Linked DNA regions of Sus scrofa: all the other regions are linked to region 1. Evidence: chromatin contacts called from public Hi-C and HiChIP or PLAC-seq data. All regions are on one chromosome and are shown on one strand. The core of a region is the stretch at or near the end of the contact, and the rest is flanking DNA. Distances in the headings are between cores, read along the strand shown. Region 1 overlaps LRIG2 (leucine-rich repeats and immunoglobulin-like domains protein 2). Region 2 holds the start of LRIG2 (leucine-rich repeats and immunoglobulin-like domains protein 2). Region 3 has its middle 18 kb from the start of SLC16A1.

Region 1 (3,072 bases), core at 347-2,846:
ATTATGTACCCACACCCTCCATTTTTTCAATTGAGACGTAATTGACATATGTATAACATTATACTCATCTTAGGGATATAATATAATGATTCACTATTTGTATGTATTGCCAAATGATCACAAGTCTAGTTAACTTTCACCACCATACATTGTTACAGTCACACCCTCTATTCCTCTCCTAACCCCCCTACCTGCCAGTATTTGCCAAGCCCAGATCACCCTAACCAGCCAAAGTGTCTATGATGATGCCCTTTGTACCTGGAGGTCTGGTCCAACTCCAAACACGAAATCGCTCCAGAGAGGCAACCCTGCCCCCAACAAAGACAACCAACAGATCACTTAAGAGAGATGAATTGTCCTTCAAGGACCACAACCACAAGGCAGTGTATAAGGTGCTTTGATTTCAATACAAATAGATAACCAGCATTTACCTACATCTCGGCTCATACCCACAAAATAATCCAAACGTGGTTATCTAAAGATCCAGATATTTGATCCCATGTAGACCAAAAAAGCAGCAAACAACTACATGTTTAACTAAGATATGCTTGTTTTGGTTGAAGAAAGTGGCATCACAGAGAAAGACTTACTCTGTACACGAGGATGTGCTACAGAGAGGCCAGAATGTTCGACACCAGAACATTCTCAAAGCTGTGGCTGCTGCTCTCATCTCCTTCCCACCTTTTACCTCCCCAATTTCTCCCCCCTCCCCCACTTCTCCTTCCTTTCTCCGTTCCACTCTAATTCCACTGTGGCCCCTGTAGGGCAGTTTAAGTAACTTTCTAGGCCTGACCCTTAGGTATCTCCCTAGCAGGAGTCCTGTACTCGGCCAAAGTCCCAAGGGATGGGGATGCAGGGGTGATGGCCCACGGACACTCAGCTCCAGCTCCAGTCAGATCTGGGAAGTGGCAAAAACAAGAACCAAGAGGAAATGGGTCACAGCCCCGTGGTTGGCAGAAACAACTGCTGTGCCTGAGCCTTTATTCTAGGAACAAATCTTTGCTCTCTTCACCAGTGACCCACGTGAATCGTAATTCCCAAGAGCCATAAAGCAGAGCAATAAAGAGGGCTGATTCCACATCTGCCGGGTAAGTGTTCCCTGGCAAGACAAGAAAGACAGAGAGACACAATGCTTTCATGGAGACAAAAGGAAGAAAGAGACTGGGCAGATGAGATCCTTTATAGAAAGTCTGAGCCTTGACTGACAGCCCCTAGATGCCTACACACCAAAAATCTCTTTTCCTTTCTTCTTTTTTCTTTTGAATCCCTCTGCCTATTTTAAACACCTCTTCTTTCCTTTTCAAGGTGAGGTAATGGGGAAAGAGCGACAGCAGAGCCAAATCAAGCTCGGAGCCTGGAATCATGGGAGCCGGAGGAGATCTTGGCAGAACCCCACTGTTTGTTGGATGGGTTCTGGAAACACCCACTGAATTGGCTACTTCTTCCTTCCTGCAAAGAAGACTGTAACAAGATTCTTTCTACTGCCTGAAGTGGTGACTCTCCGACCTCTTGGCCTTAGTCACGTCCTCTCTCCCACCCCGGCCCCAAGGACTCTTCCTCTTCTCCTTGGCAGGTCCGGAGCCCCAGCGTGGTATTTCTCAGTCGGCAGTAGAGGGCGTCCTGGCCCCGGAGAATGATCGGGTCCACTCCCGCCACGCGCGCGCGCCCGCAGCGCTAATGACTTGCAGCTCCATCAACATAAAGCAACCTCTTCACAAAGGAACATTGTCACTAAGCATTTTCCTTTTCATTCTTGAAAGCTCCACTGCCCTGGCCAACCCCTTCCCCCTCCCCTCTGCCTTCTTGCGCGCTCTCTTTCCTCTCCCAACCTCTGGGAAGCAGCAGGAAATGAACAAGGTCCACAGTGAAGAAAAACAAATCCAGGGCCCTGACGAGGGAAACCGCAGGGAAATGACCAAGTGGCATTAACAGCTGCAGGAGCTGTAGACAGCGCTGTGTGTGTGTGTGTGTGTGTGTGTGAGAGAGAGAGAGAGAGAGAGAGAGAGAGAAGGAATGTGTGTGTATCCAGTAAGTATAACCGTACTTTCCAAATTTCATCATACATAGAGATCATCTGGAGAGCTTGTTAAAACAGAGCTTCCTGGGCCTCACCCAGGAATTCTGATTTAGTAGGTCTAAGGAGGGGCCCAAGAATTTACTTTTAACACTCCCAAGATATCTTAATGCTGCCAGTGGTAGGCTATATTGTGAGTGGCACTGTGATACACCAAATGCAGTGCATACACTGTACCGATCTGGGTCAGGGCCTGGCTTGAATAAAATCCCGATAAGGTGAACTCCCCCAGAACAGTCAGTCCAGATCCTTCCAAATCCAGGCCAGAAGATCTCACAGTTCAGCCTACTGCTGTTCCCTCCCCTTGGAAAAGGAGCAGAGACTGTATCAAGCAGAGCTTTGTTTGGAGGGGGCTGGAGTTCAGAGAATAGGCCAGTTCTCCATCCCAACCAGCAGGAGAATCCCAGCAGGCCCCTTCCCTCATAGTAGGCAAGGGATGGAGACTCAACTCTGGCTGTGTTCCACAGCTTGTGCCCTGAGGCCTCCTCAGCATCCTGCAAACCCCAGAACCTCTACAGTCACAGAGCTTGGTGGAATAATCTGGTTACCTTCCAGAGAGCTGAGCACTCAAAGGCACTTAGAGTAATTTAAGGAGAGGCACTCGATTCTGTTGATGCACCACCGGAAGATAACAAGACAGAAAACTTTGATAAACCCAGTCCTAGGAGTTCCCTCTGTGGTACAGGGGGTAAGGGACCTGGCATTGTCACTGCTGTGGCTCTGGTTACAGCTGTGGCACAGGTTGAATCCCTGGCCTGGGAACTTCTGCATGCAGGAGGCACAGCCACATTTTTTTTTTTTTTAATAAAAATAAAAACTTATCCAAAGACTGTAATTAGTAAAGAAATAACAGTAGTCACTTATTTAAACAAACAAGCAGTCCTAGTCCTCAAGGAGTCAATAGTTTAACTGGAGAGAAAGACTAACAGATGTGGAAAAGTAAATGTATCTAAGTGTAGTGAGAGCAGGGAGATAGCAAAAAAACAAACAAACCAAAA
Region 2 (3,131 bases), core at 334-2,833, 72 kb after region 1:
GCCAAGTATCAAAGCTGGAATTCAGATCTAATCCTGGGTCCATATTGTGAACCTATCACACTAAGCCCCTCCAAAGCCTTCTTTTGCTATTTGCTGGGAATCATCTACTTCTACCACTTCCCACTACATTCCATTAGTTAGGTTCACACGTGAACTAGTCCTAGTTTGTCTAACTCAACTCTCCTACCACTTACCCTGAATGCTACTACTTCCCTGATACCCTGAAGCACTGCTTTCCCAAGTCCTGGCTACCCTAAGGACCTGAAGTGCCTTCCTTCTCTGTATTTATTAAAGGTAAAAAGCAATCATTGCTTATAAGCATATCTGGCTATTCTAATTGTCCTGAACTGTCACTGAAAACTTTTGTTGTGTGAAACAGAAGCAGAGTGGGTGAGAGAAAGAAAGCACACAGGAGGAGTTTTTAGACCTTTCCCTCAACCCCCACTCCATCACAATCTAGGTTCTTCATTTGCAAAACAAAAAGCTTAAGGCCAACCGTACTGAGCAGTAGAGAGAATTAAGTGGGGAGGAGGGGAAGGGAGGCGGCAGAGGCAGGCCTGTGCTCATCAACTGCTGGTAGATTTCTACCTGCCTCCCTTCACCTCCCCAGAAATTTATAAGCGTGGGGCCTTACAAAGATTTTGGGTATTTCTCAAGTCTCGGACATCAGAGGCACTCCACGATCAGTTAATTTGATCACTTCAACTACAACATTGGGTTGGGCGGTTAACTCAGGTGAACTGCTAAGCACATACATAATCGACTCTAAAGACTTCTTAGCTGTATTTGTCCCAATCCTTCAGCGTTCATTACAAATTTGGCCTCTCTGCATTCTCATTTCCCCACGTTCCGCACACAGAGACCTTCCTGTTTCTAGCGTCCCCACCCTCAGACCTGCTCTTCTCTCCCGACTTCTGCGTTTGACACCCACCATTCAGCAAATGCTACAGACCCGGCTCTGTAGTAAGAAACTTCTCATGAAAACCACCAAAAGCCCTTATGAGGTCGCTTCTATTAGTGTTGCCATTTTAGAGCAGGAAACAGGCCCTGAGTGTTTGAGTGACTTCCCCGAGGTCCCTGAACTCAAGCAGCGAAGCCACAAGCCGCGCTCTTAACTGCTGGTCCCCGGCCTCTTGCCGGGTCCGAGGAGCACCCGCGTCCCTTCAAGCCCCGCCCGCTCCTCCACTTCCAGTCACTTCCCGGCTCCTCCGCGCGCCGCTCGCCCCCCACACCTGAGTCAGGCCCCGGGGCGCGCCCCATCCGTCCTGGGCGGTTTTCCCCTTTTCTCCGCCCGAGACTGAGGCTGAGATCTACGGTGGGGTCCCAGAAGCGAGGAGGTCACCCCGAGGTCCTCTGACGGCCAGTCCGAGGGGCGAGTCCCGCGGGGGAGCGAATACTGCAGAGGAGCACATCCCGCCGCGGAGCACGGCGACGCCATCCCCGCCGCATAGCGGGGGCGCGGCGCGCGGGTCTTACCCGGCCACCGGTCACGTGGCGAAGAGGGGGCGCCGGCGAGCGCGAGCGAGCTAGCGGGCGCGCGCCTGAGAGCTCGTGGAGGCGCGAGTCGCGGTTCCCGTGTAAGAGTAGGGGGGAGGGGGCGGCGGCCGGGAGGGCCGACTCCGCCTCCTGTGCGCATGCTCCGGCCCGAGGGTTATAAGGCAAGCCTCGCGGGCCCGGCCCGACAAAGTGCTGGAGAGCTGCGACGTGACTGGCGCGGCGCGTGGGTGCCGGGGCAAGCGAACAAGGCAGCCGGCGAAGGACGCGACCTGAATCCTGGGCCCCGCGGAACTGCAGCCGCGCCGCCGCGTCACGCTCACGCCTGGCGCCGCGAGCCGCGCATAACGGTTAGTTAGTAACGGGCCCGCCGCGCGCTCGGCGTGGACCCCGCGGTGTCCTCGCTTCCTCTGCGGGGTCGGGGGGAGCGGAGAGCTTGGTCCTCCGGAAAGGAGGGGGCGGCCGGGCGGGGGCACCGTGGCCGCAGCAGCCACGTGGCCACGGAGCGCAGCCTTGGTGAAGGAGACCTTGGGACGCTGAGGACGGCGCCTCTCCCGGCAGAGCTGTGGCCCCGTTGTCAGGTGCCGGTCACCGACCTGACCGAGGAGTTGGGTGGTGCTGCCGGTGACCTTGGGGAAGTCGCTTCCCCTCTAGTCTTCAGTAGGTCCTTCAGGAGATGCTTTTTGATCTGGAAATGGGACGACGTGGGGCTGATTCACGTGGTGCCTCCAGATTGCTGGCGGCGTTCTCCAAGAGAAGGGACCCGGGGCTGGAGTAATTTTGGACTCGTGGCATGCCCGCCCCAACCTCCTCTGCCAGCCAATCCTTGTCCCACCTGGTGACCTGCGGTAGTGGCTTGGGGGACCTGCAGTCCCCGCAGCCTGGGCGTGACTGCAGGGCTTCGAGTGGACTTTGCCGAGGGGACGGTGCCACTGGCAGACGCCCGGAGTGGTGCTGACGGGAACTCTTTGTCATTCAACCTGTGGCTGCAGAACGTCCGCCGCAGCGCCCTCGCTCTGGGGTTTTAAGACGGCCCTGTCCAGAGGAATCTGAAGCATAGCGTTACACTTGGTCTGATGCGCGCTTTTTGTTGCAAATACATCCCTTTTTTCCCCACGTGCATTTTAACATTTCATTTCTTTGTCATGACTTATTTGGTGCGACAGGCTGTTGCCAAAACTAGTTGGTAATTAATCTTAACCAAAAAAAAAAAAAAATTACTACTTCAGCCGAGTTGCCAGTGTCTGCATATAAATCTAGGCATCCATTGGTAACAGGGAAATGTTAAGTACTTTGTTCATAACTAGGTTTGAATTTTTTTTTTCCAAGAACTATTCTGATTTTGAAATAAACTGTGTACACTTCAGTGCCTTGATAAAACGGTTGTGAGATTAGTTACTGGAGGAAAGTCCGTGATAGGGTGAGCTCTGAATTGTGTGAGAGTTTGGAAGTGTGTGAGTAGGAATTAGCTGTAAATAAACAATTTTGGTATCAGCTACCAGCCCAGTGAGGTGAAGCAGAGAGTATTTTAGTTTAGTTTTTTAGGCATTGAATACTCCCATAAATCTAAGTCTTACGCCCTGAGGTACAATTTACCTTTAAATTGTCATGTAAATAGTAAAGAATTTAAGATATCT
Region 3 (3,185 bases), core at 627-3,126, 110 kb after region 1:
AGGCCAGATCCTTAGCCCACTGAGGGAGGCCAGGGATCGAACTTGCAACTTCATGGTTCCTAGTCGGATTTGTCTCTGCTGTACCACGACAGGAACTCCTGTGTTTGTTTTTTGAGCATCATCTATGTCCTTGAATATTTGCTGGATAGAGGGGATAACATGCTCAGAATCCAGTTCCTGGCACGCATGGCTTCTAGGGGGGAAGACTGCAGGACGTGCGGGGAGGGCACAACATGTGGAGTAGTCTAACCCAATCTCATGGGGGCCCAAACAAGACAATTGAGGCATATACTCCTGAGCAAGTTAACTTCTCTAGGCCTCTGGAATTATTGTGAGGATTGTGAATGTACAGCGCATACTACTGAGTGCACTGTAGTATTAATTCAACTCAGTTAAGTCACCAGAACAATAAAACAGCTGGTAATATTTGTATAGTTCATCAGAGTGTACAAAGGCCTTTCAAATATGTGTCATCCAACTCATGCAAAATTCTAGGGACATGGGTACAAAGGAAAATACTGACCCTTCGCTGAGTCTTCATCCTAGCAGGGCACTCCTGTCTCTACCCCTGCTGTCAGAAGAGTGCAAAGCAGACTGCAGGCAGCTCGGCTGCTAGAGCTGAAAGTTGTATTGGATGGAAGTTTGGAAACCAGAATGAAAGAAGTTGAATCGAATAGGGACCAAACCAATCACTTGGTTCTGTACCAAAGTGAGTAAAATGGTCCTGCCCCCAGTGAATTCACGGACTGACCCACAATCCTTTTCCATGGCTTTGGAATTTGTCTTTTTTTTTCTTTTTTCTTTTTTGTCTTTTGTTGTTGTTGTTGTTGCTATTTCTTGGGCCGCTCCCGAGGCATGGAATTTGTAATGTGATTTTTTTTTTTCACTTGTGTGATTTCCTTTCCTAATATGCTTTACTGATTCTAGAATTAAAAGTTGCATTTCCTGAGCTTACTCTGGCCAGGTCCCAAGAGGAAGTGGACAGCAGCCATTAAGAAGCTGAGAGGGGAACTGGGCTGGGATTAAAAATCACCTGGTGTGCTGACAATCTGTACGTCCATAATTATCGAGAAGCTTTGTGAGTTCTTGTGTTTTTTCTTACCTATTTTTTTCCCCTTGAGGCCCAAATAAAAAAAGCCTGTGTGCTTTTATGTCAGGCCCAATTGATATATGCTTTTCAGAAAGGGAGCTTTAGAGATTTTTTGGTAACAACCCTTTTAAAATTCTAAGTGCTGGGGTTTCTTGCTGTGGTCCAGTGGGTTAGGTATCTGGCCTTGTCTCTGCAGCGGCTCAGGGTAGATCCCCGGGCTAGCCCAGTGCAGCAGGTTGTCACAGCTGTGGCTCAGATTGGATCCCTGGCCTGAGAATTTCACAAGCTGCAGGTGTAGCTGAAAAAGAAAATAAAATTCCAAGTGCTGTCTTGTGTCTCAAATGCTAAGAACGAGCGTGAATAGGCCTGCTGTGGAGAGTGTCCTGAGCTTTGCAGGGCTCTGAAACTGCCTGCGCTCAGCTCCTCCCCACCCCCATATGCCTCATCGCTTCCCAAATGCACAGACTGAAATGCTGGACTGTTTCGCCCTGCCCTGCCCTCCTTTTCTTCGTCCCCAGCACAGGCTTGGTTTCTCACAGCCTCCCTATCTGTTCTCACTACTTCCAATCCAGCCTCAACACTCTTGCCAAAATGACTTTTCTAAAAAGGCCAGATTTCTCAGCTGCTTTTGTAAAAGCAATGAAGATAAAAATAAAACGCATTGACTCATGTCACTCCTCTGCCTTAAGCCCTGTAGTTTGAAGATGAAGTCCACACTCCCCAGCCTGACCCACAGGTCCTTTGGAGTTAGTTACTGTGTACCTCATCTTATCTCCGGCGGTGCTCGGCCCACACCCTGCTCTCTAGCCCAGCTGAACTCAGTTCCTTAGGCCTCCCAGCCTTCCTACCAGCTGACCTGGGAACCCCTCTCCTTTCCTCTCTGTACCAACTCCTATCCACCATTTGAAACTTGGTTTAGGTCTCTTCACAGGTGGCCTTATCTGATTCCCCAATTTGGGTTTTTTTGTGTTTTTTTTTTTTAATGAAATGTTTTTAAAATTTTATAGTGCTTAATGATTTTCAAAAGTTTCACACACATGATTTCATATAATCCTGTAATAACCCTTTTTTTCCTCCCACCCCTGTATCACCCCTCCCCTCTCCCCACTGGTAGCCACTAGTTTGTTCTTTGTGAGTCTGCTTTTTTTTTTTTTTTGCTTTATTCACAGTTTGTTATATATTTTTAATTATTTCATTTTTTTGGCTGCACCCACAACAAACAAAATTTCCCGGGCCAGGGATCAAACCTGAGCCACAGTAACACCACCAAATCCGTTACCACTAGGCTACCAGGAATTCCTGTTGTATTTTTTCGTTTTTGTTTGTTTGTTTGTTTTTTGACTTTTTAGGGCTGCACCCAAGACATATGGAGGTTCCCAGGCTAGGGGTCAAACTGGAGCTGCAGCTGCCGGCCTACACCACAGCCACAGCAATGCAGGATCCGAGCTGCATCTGTGACCTACACCACAGTTCATGTAGGTCAGCTGAGTGAGGCCAGGGATCGAACCCAAGTCCTTATGGATGCCAGTCGGGTACTCTAACTGCTGAGCCAAGACAGAAGTCCCTGTTGTATCTTTTAGATTCCACATACAAGTGATGACACATAGTATTTGTCTTTCTCTATCTGACTTATTTCACTTGTATACAAGTTGTATACAACTTATTTCACTTGTATACTGCCCTCCTTGTATAGAACCATCCATGTTGCTGCAAATGGCAAAATTTTATTCTTTTTATGGCTGAGTAGTATTCCATTGTGTGTATGTACCACATCTTTATCTACTCATCTATCCATGGACATTCAGGTTGCTTCCATGTTTTGATAATTATAAATAGTGCTGCAGTGAGCATTGGGGTGCATGTATCTTTTCAAGTGACTGTTTTTATTTTTTTTCGTATATATGCCAGGAGTGGACTTGCTGGGTCTGTAGTACTTCTATTTTGAGTTTTTTGAAAAAAATCTCCATAGCTTCCCACAATGGCAGCCTCAATTTGTTTTTTTTTTCTTTTTTTCTTTTTAGGGCCGAACCTGCGACACATGGAAGCTCCCAAGCTAGGGGTCGAACTGGAGCCGCAGCTGCTGGCACACCACAGC

The links. A called contact is a pair of places that touch in the nucleus more often than the background predicts. HiChIP or PLAC-seq counts read pairs in DNA pulled down with a chosen protein or histone mark.
Region 2: a contact with region 1 is called in an H3K27ac HiChIP or PLAC-seq map of alveolar macrophages. The contact joins the promoter of LRIG2 here to the enhancer-like site in region 1. A contact is called at or near these places in 3 of 5 promoter capture datasets (fetal skeletal muscle and liver), 14 of 47 Hi-C or Micro-C datasets (alveolar macrophages, brain, embryonic fibroblasts and 7 more) and 2 of 2 datasets of contacts at active chromatin or transcription factors (alveolar macrophages and skeletal muscle).
Region 3: a contact with region 1 is called in a Hi-C map of retroperitoneal adipose tissue, with 2.4 times the contacts expected there. The contact joins two enhancer-like sites. A contact is called at or near these places in 1 of 5 promoter capture datasets (liver), 32 of 47 Hi-C or Micro-C datasets (adipose tissue, alveolar macrophages, blood and 16 more) and 2 of 2 datasets of contacts at active chromatin or transcription factors (alveolar macrophages and skeletal muscle).

Annotation. Positions count from the first base shown.
Region 1 is chr4:107,437,650-107,440,721 of Sscrofa11.1, forward strand. All of the region lies in intron 1 of LRIG2 (leucine-rich repeats and immunoglobulin-like domains protein 2), which reads right to left. Among named protein-coding and RNA genes, the nearest start is that of LRIG2, 72 kb to the right of the region's middle. Within about 2 kb of position 1,597, at least 63 of the 83 cell types and tissues checked have an H3K27ac peak or open chromatin away from gene starts, as enhancers often do. A contact at or near this core is called in adipose tissue, alveolar macrophages, brain and 9 more, where this site is marked.
Region 2 is chr4:107,509,725-107,512,855 of Sscrofa11.1, forward strand. LRIG2 (leucine-rich repeats and immunoglobulin-like domains protein 2) reads right to left here and starts at 1,584. Exons shown (of 18, transcript XM_021090738.1): 1 at 1,477-1,584. It also overlaps a transcript of SLC16A1 not described here.
Region 3 is chr4:107,551,000-107,554,184 of Sscrofa11.1, forward strand. No RefSeq gene overlaps it. Among named protein-coding and RNA genes, the nearest start is that of SLC16A1, 18 kb to the left of the region's middle. Within about 2 kb of position 1,877, at least 25 of the 83 cell types and tissues checked have an H3K27ac peak or open chromatin away from gene starts, as enhancers often do. A contact at or near this core is called in adipose tissue, omental adipose tissue, retroperitoneal adipose tissue and 2 more, where this site is marked.